Linked DNA regions of Oryctolagus cuniculus: region 1 is linked to region 2. Evidence: chromatin contacts called from public Micro-C data. All regions are on one chromosome and are shown on one strand. The core of a region is the stretch at or near the end of the contact, and the rest is flanking DNA. Distances in the headings are between cores, read along the strand shown. Region 1 has its middle 95 kb from the start of EFNB1. Region 2 holds the start of EFNB1 (ephrin B1).

Region 1 (4,572 bases), core at 391-2,890, 96 kb before region 2:
ACTCAACTAAGTGGGGTCCCCGGCCAGCTAGCCAGGCAGGTGCCCGCCAGTCGTCTCCATAGCTGCCCAGGTAGTATACAGAGTTTCCTCTTCATTCACGCCGGGCCTGAGTGGGGGCTGCGGCACGGGCCCATGGTGAATACTGGGGAGGGGGGCGAATACCGAGGCATCTAGGCAACCAAGAGAAAGGACTAAACCCTCAGCAATGCAAAGAACTCACCCCCAGCCTCTGCCCCACCCCACCCCATGCCTTTGATCACATACACACACACACACACACACACACACACACCAGCCCTGGCCCTGCCCTCCACATGTCCACATTTCTTCTGCACACACACTCCCCCCCCCACCACCACCACCACGCCACATCTGGGGAAGGGCGCTGGGCCTTTGGGCCTCACCTCTGTGTGAACCTCTCCTTTGATCACCACAAGCAGCCACAGGGAGGGAGAGAGAAGTCGGGAGGGGAGAGAGGGGAGGAGAATCGCTCCCTTTCTCTGGCCCTCTGCACACAGCTCACACGGAGGCTCGGGAGGATCAAGCTGAAGCAGCCTCCAGCAAAAATCGGCAAGCAGCGTTCTGGGCCCTGACCTTCCGTGGGCCAAGGCCTCAAGGAATCCCACGGTGTCAAGTGGACAGAACTGGGGAATGTGCCCCCGGATGACAGCGAAGCAGGAGGGCCACCTGTTCCTCCTTCTCCATTCCAGCCGTGCAGATAAATATAACAGCCTCCTGTTACAGCCCTTGACTGTTTACAAAGCACTCCGCATATGCGCAGGCTCTGAATCCCGCTCAGTAACCCTGCGAGGAAGCACTTCTTCTTAGCCCCACTGCAGGGATGAGCAAACTGAGGCTGGCACAGGCAAAGTGACATACTTGCCTTGCCTCAGGTCATGTAGCAGGGAACAAGTGGCACCAGGAGTTGAAGTCAGGCCTGTGGCTCCTGGAACCTGGAGATCTTTCTCGTCTGTCATAGCCCCAGCCCCTGCCCCTGTCCCCTGAGCCCCCACCATTGCAGTGCCACACCTGGTTGGTATCAGGAGTGGAGGCTCTTGGGCTCCTAGAGTTGGGCTGCCCCGCAGCTAGCTCCTCTCTCCGCTTGGCCTATGGCACAGCTCGGGGCTGGGGGTGAGTGGGTGGGGGCGCTGGGGAGGGAAGCCTGAGTCATCCCCAGGCCAGGAAGCACAATGTTTGGCAGCTTTCCTGGGCCCAGCTAAGGAATCAGCAGGAGCATTGAGTTACAGAGGCCAGCCCAGGGCAGGCAAGAGGCGGTAGGGAAGGGGCTGTCCCTGGATCCATGGAGATGGGGGACTCATAGCAAACTGGCTAGGGGCAAGGACCCAGGGGAGCGCTGGGGGCTGCTGGCTGGGGGAGAGGGGGCACAGGAGGCCAGTGGGCCCTTTGTTGTGTCCGGTCCTTGCTGTCAAACCAGAGCCCCCAGCCGGGGGCCCTGTCTCCCTGCAGAGCTGTGTGACAGCTGGGATAGTTCCAGAGGAGGGATCCCCTGAACCCCACAGTAGGAGGGCGCCACCTCCCGCCGCCTCCCTCCACCTCTTCCTGTCACGTCCTTGGCCACCAGTGTTTCAAAATATACTGGCTCTCCGCTGGCTGTTGACTTAGGAATGGAAAACATCAAGTTTGAGATTCATTCCCACAGCTTCAGCTCTCACCTCTGGGCAGAAGCGTGCAGTCCAAACTTCTCCTCTGAGCTGCAGGCCCATGGAGCTGAGCTCCTCCTTACTACATCCTCCAGGCTGACCCTTGGCCACCTCCCGCTCACCAGCACCTAACCCCAAACACTTCTGTCTCCACCCCGCAATGAGATCCTGCCTGTCTTTAGGAAGATGTCACCATCCATGAGTTGGATGGCATTCTGGATCCATCCCACTAACTGAGCATGTCCCAGGCCCTGTGAAAGGAGCTGAGGGCCAGCCAGGAGCAAGATAGGGAACCAGAAGAAAAAACACCGCCCAGGAGAATTGGGACTGAGAGGGGTGAGTACCAGGGAAAAAGAGAGTGCCCAGGAGAAGTGTCTGCTCCCTGCTCGGAGGCGGCCATCATGGAAAGCCGAGGTCTGAGCAGTGCCCAGCATTGAGTCCAGAGTGTGATGCTGTAAAGTTAGGCTCAGGCCTGGGGGATGGGGTGGGATGGGGGTTGGGGCATCTGGGTTAGTTCCCAAAGAGGAAGAGGAGCGTATACAAAGGCCAGAGGTAAGAGAGCGCTTAGTAGACAAAGGTGTGAAGTTGCAGGCTGAGGAGGCCAAAGCCAAGACTTAGGGAGTGAGACTGTTAGGTGCCAAGAAAATATTTGCAGCAAAAAAGTGAAGCTCCGAGGTGCATCTCCCTAGGATTCCATAGGCTTCTTCCCCATGACATTCAAATCATTTAGCTCCAGGCTGGCTCACCAGAGCCACTTGTCATGCTGGGGTTGGACCATTTGCACCGACCTCATCTTCAAGCCAGTTCCTCCCATGCCACCAAGCAGCCTCCCACAATGAAGGGGGAAATGCTAGGCATATGTAGCCATAGGAGAGAGGTGGGGGATCTTCAGCAAGGTCTCCTGGAAAATGTATGCTATGAAAAACTGTGTATGGATTTCAAAATGGTTTTGTACCCAAACAAACTTTCATGTTATTGCTCCCATGGAAGGACTCTCATCTCGAGCAATCCGATCTGATCTGCTCACTTGAAGTAGGCTTCAAGTATCAATAGTCCCCAGCGTGAAGAGGGTCCCTTGACTCTGATGCAGGAGAGACACACATCCAGTCAAAATTGTACAGCAGTTTCTGCTGCCTGCTCTCCTCCTGGGCCGGTGATACACACTTGCAGTGCCGGCCAGTGGCCACAGCTCTGTGGGCCTTGCCATTGCGTGGGGAAACAGCCCCTAACTCTGCTGAGTGCTGTGTTGCTAAGCCAGGATGCTCAGTAGCTTGGGGACACTACATGCATTTGGGACTTGAGGGTATTTGCAACTTCCCATGGGTAGATCAGGCTGGAATCCCACCCCAAGTGGAGGCCCAACAGAGCGCACACACAGACCTTTCCCTCTCCAGCCTTGGCTCTGCCCCTGGCCTACTCACTCTGCGTACTCGGACCGCAGGGCCCAGAACAGGACGTCCCAGGCCCAGCACTCACCTCCACTGTGTCCTCCTGCTCACTTAGTCTCCTCTGTCTCCTGTTATTTCTCCTTCATGCTTCCAGGTCCTGCAAGCTATCACCAGGTCCTCTCCCTTTCCATCATGGTCCCCAAGCCATGACAGTCAGCACCTTACTGCCAGCAGGCACTCTTTGGGGCTTACCTGTCATTTTCAGGTAGCCACAAGGATAACCACTCGGTGCAAATCTGCCTCTCAGCTTCCCTCTGTTTTTGCCTCTGCTCTGCCCCTCTGGCTACAACTTGCCAGCTTAGGGCCCAGGCATGTGCCCAGAAACCCTGATCTGGCCGTGTCTGTCAGTTCCCTTTGGGCTTTTCAGCAGTCCCTGGCTGCCCTGTGGCCTCTGTAATCTTCAGTGTCAGCAGCGCAGGGGCCGGGTGAAGTCTTCCTGGCCAGACAGCCCCAATCCAAGCCTGGGCCCCACTTTTTATGCCTCCTTCCCTAGCGCACTCAGTAGCTGCGTGGCGTGGAATGGAATTTCCTAGCTCATGATCAGGGCTGGCCTTGCCTGCCTAGGAGAGGGGTAGAAGCCCGTTGAGGCTTTCCCTGGGAGGGCATGGGGTGGGGTGGGGACCCAGGGAGCCTGCTCAGGCTCAGGACTGGGTGGATTTAAGAGGCGGAGAGCTTCACACACAGTTCCCAAAGCAGGGCCAGCTCAGGAAGCTGGTGGGGGTGGGGGTGGGGGTGGGGGTGGGGGTGGGGAGTGAGGGGTAGGGAGTCGGCACCCCTCCTCCCAACATCCACATTGCTGAGCCCCTCTCTCTCCATTGGCTTGGGGCCCCTGGGCTGCTTTCAGGAAGCGGGGTGCTTCTGTACAGCCCAGCTTGGGGTGGGGAGGGGAGAGGAGAGATGGCTTGATATGGATTTTTGTGGTCGGAGGTGATTGGAATCCCAGCTGTGTTCCCCAGCCCCCTCCCCTGGCCTCCATCAGCACCTCTCCTCCTTCGGAGATGGGCAGGGGGAAGGGCAGGGGAAGGAGAGGGGCTCTGCGGGTCTCTCAGTGTCCTGAGATAGCCCACGGGGAATCCGTGACATTTTCCCAAAGGCCCAGCAGGCCCCAACGCTGGACAGTAGGACAAATATTTGAAGCAGAGACTTTCTTGGGTGATTTGGACCATCTCCAGTGTCCATCCTTCCAAACTGTCCCTGGAGAGGAGGTGCTTGACCTTGGCTTCACATTGCAAGAATGGGGTGGCGTGGGGGAGATCACAAAAATGCAGACTCCTCGACCCCAGCCCCAGAGGTTTTGTTCTGATTGGTCTAGCCTGGAGCCCAAGTGTGGGCGTCTTTCAAAAACTCATTGAGTATTGCAAACATGCCCACTGGGCCAACAGTCCTCGCATCAGAGCAGGCTTTCTAGATCTCAGCACTGTGGACATTTGAGGCTGGCTAATACTTGCAACATGGGGCCACCT
Region 2 (4,575 bases), core at 90-2,589:
GTGTTCCGGCCTCGGCCCCCGCCTCGGCTCTGTGAATGGCTCTCGGCGAAAAACCACTACATTCCCAGGGGCCCCGGAGAGGGTTGCGTTCGTTCTCGCCCCCACCCAGTTCTCGGAGCCCAGGCTCACGCAGCTCCGCCTGCTGCGACCATCTCCACTCGATCCGGGCCGTGAGGAGGTAAGGACTGGGGTGGGGTGGGGGAGGGAGACGAGGTTGGGTCAAAACCCAGCCGAGAGCCCCCAGCCCACCTCGCCGCAGCCTGCCCCGCCCGCCCGCAGGAAAACACACTTGGAAAAAGCCGGAGATAAAAAGGGGGCGCCGCTCCTCCTCCCGACACCTCCCCACACGCACTTGGAGGCGCGCGGCCTCACCCCGAAGGAGTGCCTCCCACCCCTAGGGACCACAGCAGATAAGTTACTCACTTAGGGTTGAGGGAGCTCCAGGACACGGGCTCCAGGTTCTTGGCCAGCGGCGTGGCGAGCCGGCACAGCGCCAATACGACCATCGCCACAAGCCACTTGCCGAGCCAACGCTGCCCAGGCCGGGCCATCTTCCTGGGGGCAGGCTGCACTTCGGACTCCGCAGGCGCCTGCTTAGCAACGCTCGCCTCGCCTTCCCGGGCCGCGCGGCGCTCCGCACCGCTCAGGCGCCCATCCTCTGCAGCCGCCGGCCTTGAAGTGCTCCCCTCCCGCCGGCTTCGGCGTCGCTCTTCTCCTCCCCGCCGGCCAGGAGGACTCACTGGGCAGCCGTCCCCAACCCGGGCATGGGCTGCGGCCTCTGAGGGCTGGCTCTGTTGGCCTCTCGGCCGCACGAGGCGCGACGGGGGCTCTGCGCCCCCGGGTGATCCCGCCCGACTCCACTCGGCTCCCCAAGACTGTTCGGGACTGTGCGCCCTCTCTCCGACAGCGTCTCCCCGCCGAGGACTCGGTAGCCGCTGCGATGCCTCGATCGTCCTGGGATCGGTGCACCAAGGAAGAAAGGGGGGTCTCCCCACAACACGAGCTCGGTCCCCAGGCTCCCGACCGGGTCGCCCTGGCACGGGCTCCGTTCCTCCGGGCCACACTGGGACTCCGGGCTGCGCGCCCCTCGACAGCTTCTACTTGAGCGCGGGCCCCCGCTCAGTGTACTTAGAAGAGCGGCGAGACGCTGCCGAGTGAGCCAGTCCCATCAGTCTGCGCCTCTGAAGCGTCGGCTGGGTAGCCCAGCAGCCCGGTCGCCCAGTCCTTGCTCCCCGGCCGTTGCGCCCGAGGGTCTGCGGCCGGTGCGAGCTTCACACACCTCCCACTGCTGTCCAGCGCGCATAGACTCCCTCCGCCGCCGCCGAGCTGTCTACTCCCCTGCTCAGGCGAACGCAAGGCCAACCCTGCTTCTTCTAGCCAATAGGAAGCTCCGTGGCGGGGTCCTTGCCCCAGGCCACGCCCCTCGAGCAGGAAGGGGGCGGGGCTTGAGGGCGTTCTTAAGGATGCCGCGCTGCCGATGGCACCAATCTGAGTGTGCGGCTCGGCTCGTGCGGTTAGGGTTGGGTACCGCTCAGTCTTGTTCCCAGAGCGCTCAGCCCGTGGGAAGTTGGCGCTTCACTAGAGTTGCCGGCCTGCTCTCTTGCCTGCGCGTCTACTCGACACTCCCAGTCTACTGACCTGAGCCTCCCAGGCCTTGTCCCAAGTACCGGGAAAACAGTGCTTCCCACTCTTCTTTTTACACACACGAGCCCCGAATTCCTGCTGTATGCCCACCTCTGTGGCAACGACAGGCCGTCTGCTCCCCGTCCCGTCACCACGGGGCTCGCGGCTGAGTTTTCCTCCTCCTGCCCTCCAAATGCCTTGCACTGTCGCTTGCACTTGGAGCCAGAGTCCAGAGCACACAAGTGGATTGCGGTGGGTGATGGCGATTTGGGAGGTTCAAGGACAGGATCCGAAGGGAAAGGCCAGTTCTTCAAGCTGAGGGAACCTCAGCTTTGAGGGAGAGCTAATGGAGCCCCTGGAGCCCAAATTTACAGTTCTTTCCCTTCCGAAGACCTGGGCAAGGCCCTGGGATAGGCGCACGGGAATCAGTGCGCACCATGATCAAAGAAGACACCTGGAGGGCGAAAAGGAAAAGGCGCTAGGTAGGAGGCTTTTGAAAAAGCAAAGGGCCGATATCCTAGCCCGCGGATGCAGGACTCCAGTCTCTCTCGGCCCCCGCCATCAGGGTCTTTGTCTCCCATCTCCGGCCCTTTCTCCCCGCCCCTCCTTGCCTCTTTGCTTATAACTTGGCTCAATCCCATAGCTCAGACCCTCCCGGTCCGACCCACTCCTAAATCGGACCGCAGCACGCCTACTCGTGTGCTAATGTCTCCCCCTGCTGCTATGCCGTCACATTGCGGGCGCCTGGGCCAAATGGTGAGCTCCTACCCGCCCCCCCCCAGGCTCTGGAACGCCAGACCTGGGACAGGCGTGGCCTTGACAAGAAACCGCCGCCCGGTATGCAAACGAAGGCACAGAGCTAGGAGAAATATCTGGGTTTGGGGGTGGCTTTGAGGCTGCCGAGGCAGCTATTAAGTCATCCCTGGGGAGGATTAGGTGAGCAACATTCCCGAAGTGTTCTGCCATTTATATGTTGTCTCATGTCTGTGATCTCACTTCATAGGAGACCGAGGTACCCGATCTTCTAACGATCTCGGTAGCCGTAGGGGACAATGGCAGGGGAAAAGCCTCCACAGACAGCGCCTTAAGGGTGAGATGATTCTGGATAGGCAGGAAAGGGCAGACTAGGATCTCCCAGCTCCCACTGCAACCTTGCATTGGGATGTAAGCAAAAAAAAAAAAAAAAAAAAAAAAAAAAGAGGAGCCGAACAAGGGGCAAGGACCCACCACCGGTCTAACTAGGACATAAAAAACCTGAAGAGAGAAACGACACTTCTGTTTACTGAGTGCCTATTGTTGTGCCAAGAGCCACACTGGGTGCTCTCCCTTTCCTAAAACTTTGACATGAGTTCTGCTGTCTTCCCATTTTACCTGCCAGGAAGACTGAGGCTCAGGGAGAAGTGACTCATCTGAGATCACTGAGCTGATCCGTGGTGGAAGCAGGATCTGACTTCTGATGTATGAGAGCACTCGAGAAAGGTCGTAGAGAAATGGAATTAAAGAGAGGTTTATGGGGCCAGCGTTGTGTTGTGGTGAGTGAGGCCTCCACCTGCGAGACCAGTGTCCCACAGGAGCACGGCTTTGTGTCCCAGCTGCTCCGCTTCCAATGCAGCTCCCCTGCTAATGCGCCTGGGAGGGCACAGATGCTTGAGCCCCTGCCATCCATGTGGAAAATCTGGATGATGTTCCTGGCTCCTGGCTTCAGCCTGGCCCTGCCCCAGCTGTTGCAGTCATCTACAGAGTAAATCAGTGGATGGAAGATCTCTCTCTCTCTTCCTTTCTCTCTGTAACTCTAACTTTCAAATACAAAAATAAATCTTGAAAAAAAGAGAGTGGTTTCTTTTGTTGCAAAAAGTTTTTTTAAATCCAAGCATAATCTTTTTTATAATGCACATTTTTCCATAAACTTTAAAAAAAAAGTTTGATTTGCTGATGTATTCGAAAGAGCAACAGAGAGGGGAAGGGAGGGAGGGAGGGAGGGAGGGAGAGAGAGAGAGAGAGAGAGAGAGAGAGAGAGAGAGAGACTGTATCTACTGGTTCACTCCTTAAATGGCCACAACCTCTGGGGCTGGGCCAGGCTGAAGCCAGGAGCCAGGAACTCCATGTGAGTGGCAGAGACCCAAGCACTTGGGCCATCCTCCACTGCCCTCCCGGGCGCATTAGCAGGAAGTCGGATTGGAAGTGGAGGGGCTAGGACTCCGCATGGGATGCTGGCTTCCCAAACGATAGCTCAACCTGCTACACCAAGGGACATTCAAGGCCCTTTTATGACTGGATGGGGAGGATGGGGGTGGGGGTGGGGGGAGATATGAAGCCAGGAAGCCAGACCTGGGAAACAAAGGGAGACAGGAGCAGTTCCTGAGCGTGCCAGCACCTAATCCTGGGCAGGGACCGTGGTGGGGCAAGTGAGGAGGAATTCTGTGCCAGGGCCTGCTGCACACACTGGTCGCCCCTGCCCACAGCACAGCCTTTCTGCCCTAACCTGCCCTTGCCAAGCACAGAAGTCCCAGGAACAAGACTGAGCCTAGTTCTTGCTACAACCAACGACCAGCGAGTGACTCCAAGTTCCTGCATCTTGATCCTGTGTGGATCCGGCTCAGGAGGGAAATGGACTCCTACTAGCAGTCACCACTCCCCCCACCCCCACCAAGCCTTTCACAGTGGCAGCCATAGCTTGGAGCAGTCAAGTGCATCCCGAGAGGAGCCCCAGCCAGCGCTGCCCACGAGGAATGCCAAGCACCAAAGAAATCAGCATAGAGGAGGCGCCTGCGCCAAGGGATACAGAACAGCTGGCAATGGCAGGAAGCCTCGGGCGGGGTGCAGCCTCCAGAGCTCAGCTTGGCACACCCGCGGGAGGCAGGGTGGTAGGAACTGTGGCGGCATGCATTTCGCTGGGGGCGGGGGGGGGTACCTCCGTCTCTTTGGGCGGAGTCACGTCCCCTGCGTTTGTTC

Evidence for each region. A called contact is a pair of places that touch in the nucleus more often than the background predicts.
Region 1: a Micro-C map of ear pinna shows a contact between it and region 2, with 2.5 times the contacts expected there. The contact joins the enhancer-like site here to the promoter of EFNB1 in region 2. A contact is called at or near these places in 2 of 6 Hi-C or Micro-C datasets (ear pinna and an unstated tissue).

What each region holds. Positions count from the first base shown.
Region 1 is chrX:48,854,794-48,859,365 of mOryCun1.1, reverse strand. No RefSeq gene overlaps it. Among named protein-coding and RNA genes, the nearest start is that of EFNB1, 95 kb to the right of the region's middle. Within about 2 kb of position 1,640, at least 1 of the 8 cell types and tissues checked has an H3K27ac peak or open chromatin away from gene starts, as enhancers often do.
Region 2 is chrX:48,758,772-48,763,346 of mOryCun1.1, reverse strand. EFNB1 (ephrin B1) reads right to left here and starts at 1,339. Exons shown (of 5, transcript XM_002720061.5): 1 at 424-1,339. The coding sequence starts at 551.